Regions from separate parts of the Gossypium arboreum genome. Here region 2 is linked to region 1. Evidence: chromatin contacts called from public Hi-C data. All regions are on one chromosome and are shown on one strand. The core of a region is the stretch at or near the end of the contact, and the rest is flanking DNA. Distances in the headings are between cores, read along the strand shown. Region 1 holds the start of LOC108460684 (3-phosphoshikimate 1-carboxyvinyltransferase 2). Region 2 holds the start of LOC108460712 (4-hydroxy-tetrahydrodipicolinate synthase, chloroplastic-like).

The links. Hi-C and Micro-C count contacts between places; a contact is called where the count stands out from the background.
Region 2: a Hi-C map of leaf shows a contact between it and region 1, with 4 times the contacts expected there. The contact joins the promoter of LOC108460712 here to the promoter of LOC108460684 in region 1. A contact is called at or near these places in 2 of 5 Hi-C or Micro-C datasets (both in leaf).

The regions. Positions count from the first base shown.
Region 1 is chr12:88,196,104-88,202,504 of ASM2569848v2, reverse strand. It overlaps LOC108460684 (3-phosphoshikimate 1-carboxyvinyltransferase 2), which reads right to left and starts at 2,013. Exons shown (of 8, transcript XM_017760272.2): 1 at 1,428-2,013; 2 at 575-819; 3 at 1-103. The coding sequence starts at 1,769. It overlaps LOC108460654 (transketolase, chloroplastic-like), which reads right to left. Exons shown (of 7, transcript XM_017760232.2): 1 at 6,251-6,401; 2 at 5,722-5,812; 3 at 5,007-5,112; 4 at 4,652-4,934; 5 at 4,423-4,571; 6 at 4,184-4,337; 7 at 3,035-4,061. The coding sequence ends at 3,102.
Region 2 is chr12:88,428,472-88,434,835 of ASM2569848v2, reverse strand. It overlaps LOC108460712 (4-hydroxy-tetrahydrodipicolinate synthase, chloroplastic-like), which reads right to left and starts at 1,954. Exons shown (of 3, transcript XM_017760317.2): 1 at 1,433-1,954; 2 at 785-868. The coding sequence starts at 1,518.

The DNA of each region.
Region 1 (6,401 bases), core at 764-3,263:
CGTGCCAAGAATGCAATCAACATCAGCACCGAGCTGCTTAAGACCAGTAACTAAGTCCCCGATCGGCCTCTCTCTCATTCGGGGTACGCCATCAAGTACGTAGCTAAAGAGAGACATGTAACATATATCCATTAACTCGAAACCAATACACAAAACAAAGAGCATCAACATATAAGCATATATAGTTCCATGACTATGAAATTGGTAAAAGTACCATGGAGGTTCTATACTAGGAGTAGAATTGCATTTTGCCTCCTCTACTCAAAAAATAGAAAATTAATCCCTGTACGCTAGATCAAAGAGCAAACCAGTCCTTCTGTTAAATAATTTCATCCATTTTGCCTTCTAGAATATTAGTCCCTGCCACGCCAGTTTTAACAGTAAAAACAGATAAAAATTTTAACAAAAAGAACCAATTTGCTCTTTGATCTAATATATAGAGACTAATTTGCCGAATAATATGCAATCTAACTCCTAGTACAGGGGCCTCCATGATACTTTTACCCTATGAAAAGCTAATGTCAATTATAAGGAATCATTGACTATAAAACATGATTTTCTTATAGGGACAGACCTCGAATTGCCACCGGCAGCTGCAATAGCGGCAGTAAGTGGTCGCATTGCAGTTCCAGCATTCCCGAGGAAAAGCTCTATTTCTTGACCTTCACCTTTTCCGACTGGAAACTGACCACCACAACCTTCAACAATGGCTTGTTTCTTTTCACTATCATGTTTCACATACAGACCAAGTTTACCCAAAGCAACAAGCATGTGATGAACATCATCACTGTTCAACAGATTTTCAACCACAGTAGTTCCCTACATATCAAACAAAACATTAAAAACATATAAGGATATGGCATTACCAAGTTTTGAATTTAATCCCTCTCTATTACCAAAGTTGTGAATTTAATCCATGTACTTTAATTTAGTCATTTTTAGAATTAATACTTTTTAAAATTTTAAAATTTCGGTCAACTGCTAAATTTATTAAGTAATTTTCAAAACCTAATGCGACAAACATATTATCATTCGTCATATTATCATTCGTGTAATGCTATATCAATTTGTTATTTTACATGTTACTCAAGTATTAACCAATGTGGAAACTTCAAATTTCAAAAGCATAAGGAGCTATAATGATCCAATGCTAGAAAATTATTTTAAGGAAACCAGAAATGAATAAAAAATTTGAGGACCAAAGTAAAATTTTACCATTACACTAACTTAAAAAAAGGAGCTATATGGGAAATTTTCATTTTGCCCCCTCCCTTAGAGAACATGTGCTAGTAATTGAATATAACCAAAAGGATTTAAATTATATAAATTAAAATTAAAAAATTCGAATGAAATTAAAGGACTAAATCCATAACTTTCGCAAAGTAGAAGGACAAATACCAAAATTTAACCAATGAAAATCAACATACCTCAGATAAAGCAGCTAAGAGCAGGATCCGATTAGACAATGATTTAGACCCAGGTAACTTAACAGTACCCGAAATTTCATTAATTGGTTGAAGCACAATCTCTGAAGCTCTAGATGGTTTCTCAGCTGTTGCTGTTGAAGCAGAAACCTTCAAAGACCGAGCCTTTATTGACCCAAATTTCCCATTGTTCTTCACAACCAAACCCCAAGAACTTGTCTTTCCATTGAGATTTGATTTGAATGAAACAAAAGGAACATGTTTGGGATTCTGGGTTTTTGAAACATTGGGAAGAACACATGTTTTTTGTGTTCCATTGTCGATTTTGCCAACCTGCGTTGCCATCTCTGTCTCAAACACTCACTTTTCTCTTAGAAACAAAGTTTTTAACTTTATTTCTTTAAATTGAGATTTGATGGAGTTTTTGGGATTAAAAAAGGAAGCTTTTTTGGTGATGGTGGTTGTTGGATTGAATTGAGTGGAAGAAGGGTTTTTTTCACCAACAACCAAAATCTAAAGGCTAGGAGAAAATGGGGTTGGTGTGGGAATTAGCTTTACCAAACCCCCTCAATTTTAATTCTTGTCTTAATGGGTCCACACTACAGGTACTATTGATATAAACCCAATTTTATTTTGGATTCATTTTAGATTTGCAATTATTTTAATATAAAATTATGATTTATTTTAATTTTAATTTTTCGACATTTTTTAGAGATTGAGATTTGGATGGATGGATGGATGGATGGATGGGTGGGTGGGTGGCTGGGTAGGTAGGTAGATATAGGAGTTGTTTAATTTTTAAAGCGTGCAAATAACAGAAGCTTGCTTCATTATGCTGCTACTGCTAAAAGTACCTTGTCTTTTATATTAGAATAGACTTTCTATTTTATTTCTTTTTAACTCGAAAAATAATTAAATTGGCCTTCATATAAATTGAATTTTGATAAAAAATTCTATTATTAAAATTGATATAACTAACAAAATAATTAAACAATTGCATTTGACATATCACGTGTACTATATTTTAATGTACAAAGATTAATTTTTAACAATAAAATTAGATGAACTTTTTAATAGAAAGACCAGTTTGCTCTTTGATCTAACGTACAAAGACTAATTTACCTATTTTTTATGTAGATGGAGCAAAATGCAATCTGAATCTTAATATAAAGACCTTCTTGATACTTTTATAGTCACATAATCAATATAATTACTTAATTTAATGTAAATTTGAACCTTGAAAAAGATATTGTTAGTGGTGAACTTGATAATTAAATCAACTTTAGTGTCTATTATTTTTAATCAACTTCGATTCTTGAACTTGATAGTTAAGTCCATTTTAACTTGACAAATATAAAAACTTGATGTCATGACAAAATCTTAGAGTGCTACAATGTCAAAACTTAGTTGACAAGTTCCTAAATATCAAATTTGAACTAATTGTGAAACTCAGCGCCTAAAAGTAATATTAACCCTTTTTTTAAAAGCAAGATTATCAACTCTTTCTTACGTATAAGCATTTAAAGCAGCAAGAAGTGATACAAAAACTATGGGAAAATAGTTCAAAGAGGAATTACAAATTCATAAACATATAAAATCACAAAGCAACATAAGAAATTTGGATGATTCCTTTTATTATTAAAAACAAAAAAAGTCACAAAAGGCACCTAATAATGCCTAGCAAAGTTCCTTTGCTGCTGCAACAACAGCCTCTGGTGTTAAACCGAATTCTTTGTATAATCTACCAGCTGGTGCACTTGCCCCGAACCGATCGATTCCGATTGCCTTCCCTTTCGATCCCACAATCTTTTCCCACCCAAAAGTTGATCCCGCCTCAATACTTACCCTAGCTGATACACCAGATGGTAAAACACTTTCTTTGTAGGCGTCTGATTGATTATCGAAGAGTTCCCAAGAAACAAGGGAGACGACCCGAACAGCTTTTCCAGCCTTCCTTAGTTCATCGGCAGCTTTAGCGGCAATTTCCAGCTCAGAGCCAGTTCCGATCAGGATTATGTCAGGGTTGTTTCCTGAAGAATTGTCTGATATTATGTAGCCACCTTTTTCGACCCCCTTGATGGAAGTTCCGGGTAGTTGGGTTAGTTTTTGTCGAGAGAGTGCGATAATGGAGGGAGTGTTCCTGTTGAGGATAGCAACTTTGTATGCACCGGCAGTTTCGTTTCCATCAGCTGGACGAAGCATGAAAACATTAGGCATTGCACGGAGGCTAGCTAAGTGCTCGATTGGTTGGTGGGTTGGTCCGTCTTCCCCGAGACCAATGGAATCATGGGTCATAACGTAAATAACTCCCGCTTGACTCAATGCAGACATCCTAATAGCAGCTCTCATGTAGTCAGTGAAAACGAAGAAAGTAGCACAGTACGGAATAAGTCCGGGGCTGTGATGTGCAATGCCATTGCAGATGGCTCCCATTCCGTGTTCTCTAACACCGAACCTAAGATTACGTTCCTCAGGGGTGTCTTTCTGGAAATTACCATACATTTTGAGCAAGGTCATGTTGGAAGAAGCAAGGTCTGCACTTCCACCAAAAAAACCAGGGAGTACTTTTACGAGAGCATTGAGATTTTGTTGAGAGAGGTTTCTGGTAGCATCAGCGGGGCTCTCCGGAGTATATGTCTGGAAATTCGCAAACAGAAAAAAGCTCATTTTTTATACGAAGAAAGATTTGTCTAAGAATTCAAGTGTTCGACTAAATTTAGTCGGGACTCAGGACTTGGGACAATAAGAGGGGTACTCACTGGAAGTGCCTTCTCCCATCCGGCCGGTAGTTCAGCGGTGATGATTAATTTGAGCTCTGCAGCTTCATCTTTGTATTTCTTCTCGTATTCAGCAAACTTTGCATTCCATTCTGCTTCAAGGGCAGCTCCCTGTTGGACAAGGCGACTCCAATGCCTGCAAATATGGTAAGAAAGTTTCGAACACCAAACAAGAAAACATAATCAAATGCATATATTGAAACCTCTACAAATCTCCTTACCCTTTAACATCTTCGGGTACATGGAATGGCTCGTGTGGCCACACAAGGTTTTTCCTAGTAGCATCCACTTCCTTGGCACCCAATGCACTACCGTGAACGCTGTACGAGTTTGCCTTGTTTGGAGATCCATAACCAATAGTGGTTGTCACCTGCAAAGAACAAGAGGAAGACAGTTTTTACGAGCCTAATTCCAACTATGAACTCAACAAGCATCTAGATAATATCTGACCTTGATCAAAGTGGGCTTGTCTTTGACAGCCTTTGCTTCCTTAATAGCAGCACGAATCTCATCGTAACCAGTATTCCCATTCTTGACCCAAATAACATGCCACCCAAGCCCCTTAAAACGTTCCTCGACATTCTCAGTAAAGGCAATTTCAGTGTCACCATCGATCGAAATGTGATTATCATCGTAGAAAGCTATAAGCTTTCCAAGTCCCCAGTGTCCGGCAAGCGAACAAGCTTCGTTCGCAACACCCTCCATTTGACAACCATCACCTAAAATAGCATACCTACAAAAACAAAGATCAATTTATTATATATCATAACACAAGGAACCGAAAAAACTCGAGAAGTAATCATACGTGTAGTGATCAACAATCTCATTGTCAGGCTTGTTGAACCTAGCAGCTAGGTGCTTCTCGGCTAGAGCCAATCCGACAGCATTTGCAATACCTTGACCAAGAGGACCTGTATGTAAAATAAAATATACCACATATAAGTACAAATGTTTGCTTTATTTATAGTACGAGTCTATGCCAATGACATGTTTCTTGACAAAATTCTAAATATATAATAACTTTTGCAGAAGTATAACATAATATCAAATTATGGTTTTGTCCCTCTACTATGCTCAAATTTAGTATTTAGTCTCTAGTCCTTATATTTTAATCTGGTATAATTTTGTCCCTCTATGTTTATAATATCATTAATTAATCTAAATAGTTAAAACAACTTTTAACCATATGAATTTTATTAAAACACAATGAAAACTTCCAACAATATATATATATATATATGCCATGTCAGTATGATGACATAGTATTGAATTATGGTTTTGATCTCTTTGCTATGCTCCAATTTGTGTTTTAGTCCCTATATTTTAATCATGTACTATTTTGTCCCTCCATGTTTATAATATCATTAATTATACAAAATAATGATATGAATTCTTCTTAAAAACACAATCACCACTTCCAACAAAATGATATTATGAAGGCAGAAAACCAAATTCCAAGGACTAAATCACAAATTTCTTAATAGCAGAGGGACCAAAACATAATTTGACCTCTCACATACCAGTTGTAACTTCAACTCCAGGTGTTTCAAAATTCTCAGGATGTCCTGGTGTTCTGCTTTGCCATTGACGAAAATTCTTCAAATCATCTTCCTGTAACATAATCCAATAACTGTAAAGTTTAGTTCTTTAATCCAATAATCAACTTTTTTTTCATTTCTTTTAGAGATAAATATCAAAACTATAATGTGTAATGTCATAGAAGAACTATGATATGGGGCAATTTTATACATAAAATTGTGATTTGATCTTATTTTCACAAATCACTAACAACATTATCGAATTAGTAACATTTTATGTTGATATATTATACACACAAACAATTATATCAATATGAAAATAAACGAATGTATTTATGTATATATACGAACCACAATTCAATTCAAGTTCAAGTACACCAAATCAAAGTTTATGTACTAATTACACATTGCACCACAGTTCATGCAAAACATTAAATAGGACTGAAAAGAAATAAACCCAAATCCAATTTTTCACCAAATTGGACATGGATAAAAAGTTTAAAAGCTTTACCTGAACACTATCATAACCAGCAAGGTGAAGCAGAGCATATTGCAACATACAACCATGACCAGCAGACAAGACGAAACGATCACGGTTGAACCAATAAGGGTTCTTAGGATTATACCTCATGATTTCATCGTATAAAATGTGACCCATCGGA
Region 2 (6,364 bases), core at 705-3,204, 230 kb before region 1:
AATCATCAAGAGCAATTATTCTTTCAAAAGAAAGCTTCATTTCCAACAAATCTAAAGCTACATATAAACCATCTCTCCATCAATTAGGACCTACGTTACTCAGACTCAGGTCTGAGTATCAGATACGATTATGAGCACATATATGACACAAGTACAGTTGGATTTTTCTAAGTTACGTATTTGGAGGATCCTTGGAGGTCAGACAAAGGCAGAGGGAGAGGGGGGCAAGCAGTGGCCTTCCTCCCCCCACCCCCCCCCCCCCAAAAAAAAAAAAAAGAGCAATTTCCTGGCTTTGCCCCTGAGGTCATATCCCCATATCCAATTGTTAAAAACAGGTATTTCAAGAAAAATGAAGAGTCCGGGCAGCATAGATCAGGACACGAAAATATTAACAGTCACCACAACTTTATCCCACATACCATATCATCATCATCAAGGACTAATATATCTTATGCATTCACCATGCATGGTGCATTACACAAGTACCAACACCAAACATAAGATAATATTACAAGCACGAAGAGATCCTAATTGAGTTTATGCACAGAAAGGCTCCATAAATAAAGGTTTGAATAACAGAACAATGTCAACAGCACATTCAAAGCACATATCGCTTGGACCAGCTATAAGAAAGATGATAAACAGGTACAATAACACCGCCAACAGTAACATTCCAAGAACGAACATAGGTAGAGATGCAGAGAAACTATAAGCAAATTAACAACAAATTCTTCCCAGCAAAACATCAAACCACATTCAGATAACGAAAAATTTTATTAGCTACCTATTTTTAACCTCGAAGCTACGCATAGGGAGGTGGAAATCGGGTATTATTGCTGCTTGGGGCGACCTCCATTTCACATTTCTCCTGATACAAAGCAAGCAAACAGGATGATAAGCAAATCTCTGTTACCATAAATCATTATCTCCCTAGAGATTTTCGAATTGGTAAGTATATTTTGAAACAAGGAACACTAGCGATCCAATTCAGTAAAACTATAATTACTACTAGCCTATAGTTCATTATAAAATTATATATTTAGAAGTATGTATTTATATAAACAAAAAAACAATACATATAAGTTCAAAAAACCTATTTTACATTAAACGAACTCAAATTGAGTTCTAATTTTTGTTCCCCAGGATCGATCCACATTTAACATAGGAGCAAATAAACTATGCAGATATAAAGTTCAACTAAGATATTAACCTTTGATTATCAGTAGCACCCATCAAGCACTAAATCAAACAAACCCATAATCTTTTAAACAAGTACAAAATTGAACTGTTTTACAAATAAGAAACAAGGAATAATACATGATTATAAAGTAATTAATGAATTCAACAATTACTGCAATTAAAAACAAAGGAAAAAGAACAAATATCTTATCTTAAATAGTGAGTGTTAAATTTGTTTTTTTTTTTAAAATACCTCTTGTAGTTATCGATGCGATGGGAGCGAGGAAACTGGAAGGAAGACTCTCTCAAGCAAGCTCCATAGCTCTTCAAAATAGCCATTTTTAAACCAAATGAAAACAGCAACCCAAAGTCTAGATAACGTTTGAATTTGAGTTGGATAAGGATTTTTATGCTTAGAAATTGAAAATGTGTGGAAAATGAGATAAATGGGAGGTTGATTCAATGAATGGTAATGGTGGTGATAACAGTGGTGAAGATGGTCGATCGGAGGAAGACGGCGGAGGTTACGCCACGGCGATGGCTTTGAGCCATGACTTCAGATTCCGGTGATGAGGTGAAGGGGTTGAAGGGGAAACGTAATGGAGGCTGCTAGAAATTGATGTGGGTTTTAGGGTTGGAAATGGCCGCGGCTCTGATTCGTATGCTTTTTGTAGTTTTGTGCCTAATTTCTACATGCAAATTTCGCACCATCTTTTTGACTCGTGGGGCGCAGCTACGGGTAGGGATGATAAAATCAAAAATAAAAAATTGATTCCAATTACTCCTAAGATTAGTATACTCAAATTTATATTTTTCTGTATTAATAAAAATATGATTTCAATCGAGATGATAATAATATTAATATCAATTGATTTAATATGGTAGATATTGATTCGCGTATTTTGAATATGTTTAACATCAAATTTAAGTTAATATTTAATGTCAAATTTAACTATTAAAATGATGAAATAACTTGATTGATATGATATTGATAATTTAAGTTAAAATTAATGAATAATCTAAATCATTGTTCGAGGACATGTGATGATATTATTTTATTGTACATCAATGTTGAGTTAGATCAATGAATAATCCTTACTTTCTCTCAATTCCAATCAAAATTAACCATTACAAACACTAAATTGACTAACTCAAACTAATTAATTAGAATAGATACGTGTCAAAACCCATATTCTTACATATATTGAAATTCAAATATGATATTTCAATGTTCTCAATGTCTAGATCTTATCATTGAGCTAGTAAAGACCAGTCAACTCGCTCACATAAAATTTGAATGAGCCTTATACATTTATTGTTAAAATATGCCACAAACCTTTGCATTCTTTGTGTATATAGAATTTAGTGATTGTAATTTTATTTATAAGAATTTAATCCCTTTTAATTTCAAATTCCAGGTTTAATTGTTAATATTGTTAAAATTATTTTGTTAAATTCAACATTACAACATCGTTTTTTAGTTAAATTTCTATCAAATGATTATTTTTTATTCTAAAATGTCAAATTAACGGGTTTAATAAAAAAATGTTAACAATTCAACCTGAATTTTGAAATATAAAAAACAGAAAGACTAAAATTCAGATTTATAAGCCCAAAATTTGAACAATCTTTGTTGAGCCTCATGCATTTATTAACAACTCCCTGTAATTTGGAAGGATCCAAATAAAAAATGGGCCTAAACCCAACCAAGGCCTTACTAATTGGGCTACCCAGAGGTTGTAATAGATTCATAAATAATTCAATTTTATGATGCTCAATAAGAGACTATAACCACTATTATTAAGTTATGTTAAATAAGGATCAAAATTTAAATTAATTTGAATTTACAAACAATAACTCGAATTTTTCAATCTAAATCTAAATTGATCGAGCTTGAGACCATCAAAGATCAGACTTTGAACGCTTTCCAATTTTTAAATCGAGTTTAAGGAAAATGGTAATGGTAAAGAGAAGAGGGTGGAGATAAATATAACATCTTGGAAGCTAAGTTAAAGCTATCCATTTTTGTCTTCGACCTTGACTAGGTAGCTGTTGCGGTGCGAAGGCCAATTTGTTAGCATTGCAACTTGTCACATATGTTCGAGGCTAAAAAGAGGCCAAAAGCAATTTGTCATGGGCTGACTTGCTTTAGGGGCGAAATCAAAAAAAAATTATGGGGCCAGAATTAAAGAATAAAATTCGGCAAAATGTGAATTTTTTTTATAATATTACAAAATTCAATTTTGTCATTTTTGGGAGTCAAGTCCACTGTCAAATAATTGGACTAAATTTCAAATGTGTTAAGAATGCAGGAACCAAAAGCATAGTTATACCTTTTTATTCGTGGGTTTTGGATATTTGTACCCGCAATTCTCATTCACTTACAATCACAATGACTAGGATTAGAAAAGGAGGCCCATCTAATTTGGGCCCATAATTTTTCTTTTTCATTGTTTGACCTAATAAGCTAAGATGGAGTCTCGATACTGTTGGCAAAGTAGGATGTCTTGTTATATTAATGATCAAAACTTAACTACTACCCTACGTAAATCATGTACTGATTGTTTCTATATTTATTCCGGCTTGAATCATATCACGTGTTGGTCCTTTCTATATATAGCTATTTTGATTTGGCTCGAGATATCAGTTCGATTATGTTGCTTGTAATTGCAATCAAAACTTTGAAAAGAACAAAAAAAAAAAAAAAGAAGAATTTTGTTAACCTATTTGATTAAAATCAATGGTTGGTTATGGTCTTAGTTAAGTTCAGTTGTTACTAGTTACTACAATTCATAATCAAATCAACTGACTTAACCAACTTAATATATAATATATTATAATTATATTAAATATTTTTATAATATATAAAATTAAATCAATTAACTAACTTTCTTGATCAAAGTTAAGTTAATTCAATTAAGTTAGTTAAATCTAAATCGGTCATTCAATTAATATGTAAAGTGATCGATTAAGTTGATTAAATTCGAAAAATCAATTGAATTAACCGACAATACGAAAGCATAAATTTCTATTGATATTTAAAACTCCCAACTAACGCTCAGATAACATGAGTTCAAAAAACTCATAAGTTTGTAATCAAAACTAAATTTAAGGTGGAAAGATGATAGGAAATTGACTATTTTACTAATTTAGCCTAAAATTTTTTGATATTTATAAAAATAACTCAGGTTAAAAAACAATCACCAAAATGACCTAAAATGAATAGTAGAATGGGATTTTGGAAACCTAATGGCCGGCACTACCTAGTGTTTTGGCCCCATGATTGCCTGATGATTGTGTCAGGCTTTAAAAATTTGAGTTTTTTTTTTACTTTGGGAACCTAATGGCAAGCACCAGGGTATTTTTTTTTAAAATCTTATCATAACGGTATACGAAAATACCAGTATTTAAAAAAAAATTTGTTCTGACCATGTAATGGCCGACACCAGAGATGTAAAAAAAAAATGGTGCTAGTCAGTAGATGGTTGGCACTAGGCACCTTTGTCGTGTCCCAATGCAATTTTTTTTACTTTGGTACACTGATGGCCGGCACCAGATATGTAAAAAAAATTATCTTTGGGTGCTGGCCATGTAATGAATTTAAATGATCATTTAAAAATAATGAAACATTTTTCTTCTCGTTTACCTTATGCACATAGGCTGAAATGTGGTTGTTGTCCTTTAAAATTATATTATGATTAGGATTCATGGAGTGATCGGTGGTGGTCGGCGGTGGTTGATGGTGAATGACGGTTGTCGGAGGTGTTTGGTGGTCTTTAGTCGGCGATTGTGGGTTGAAGTAGCCAATTTATAGTGGGGGACCATAGTGGGGTGAGCAAAGGCAAAATTGGAAAAAAAAATTGTGTTAAATGACATCCTATAACCGGCCATTTAAAGGCCAAATTGGCCTCGGTCAGTGATGCAGGCTTGAAACAGGCACAGGCCCTATCATTTCAACATTTTTTTTGTTTTTTGTTTCATTTCTATTTTAATTTCCATTTCATTTCATTTACATTTTATTTCATTTAAATTTAAATTTTCCATTTCAATTTATTTATTTACCATTTCAATTTTTTTATTTCAGTATTTATTTTCATTTAAATTTATAATTTATTTTCATTTAAACTTTTATTCCATTTCATAACCATTATTTCATTTCATTTCATATTCATGACAAATTACATTTCATTTCATATTCATTTTTCATTTAAAATTTCATTTTATTACTTATTTTAATTTAAATTTATTTTTTTTCTGATATACAATTTTTTTCATATTAATCACAACTAGTATCAATTCAAGTTATCTTTTTCAATGCAATTTTTTTAAATTCATTTCATTTTTTTCATATTAATTATAAGTTGTCTCAATATCGGGTCATTTAAAATTTTTCATATTTTATTTAAATTTTTGTCAATTTAAATATCATTCCATTACAAAATTTTAAATTTCATTTAAACTAAAAAAATTCTCAAAAAAATTCTCATTTCATTTAAACCAATGCAATCCCATTTCTCAGGCTGGAGCACGCTTGCCTAAAATGTCATATCACTTTTTTTTCATTTCATTTCAATTTCAATTAAATTAAATTTGAATTTTCATTTCATTTCATTTCATTTGAATTTCCATTTCATTTTATTTCCATTTCCATTTTATTTAATTTATATTTTTTCCATTTAAATTTAATTTTTTTTCTCATTTCATTTAATTTATCTATCTTCCCATTTTAATTTAAATTTTTCTCATTTCATTTATATTATTTTTAATTTAAATTTAATTTTTTCCTCATTTCATTTATATTATCTTTCTTCCCATTTTAATTTTTTTCTCATTTCATTTAAGTTTTTTTTTGTCATTTCATTTAATTTATCTATCTTCCCATTTAAATTTAATGTTTTTCTCATTCCATTTAAATTTAATTTTTTCTCTTTTCATTTAAATTATCTTTCTTTCCATTTTAATTTACATTTTTTCTTATTAATTTTCTCTCATTGTCATTTATTTCATTTTAATGTGTTTTAAAGTAAATATGTATGTGTATTAAATTATATTTAATCAAGTGTATTATTTGAATAAAGTATATCATTTATCTAATTTTTTTTATATTTTTACAATTTTTTTTCAAGAATATGAGTTCAATAATATATCATTCGTCATCTTCGAGTCCAACATTAAAAGACGATGG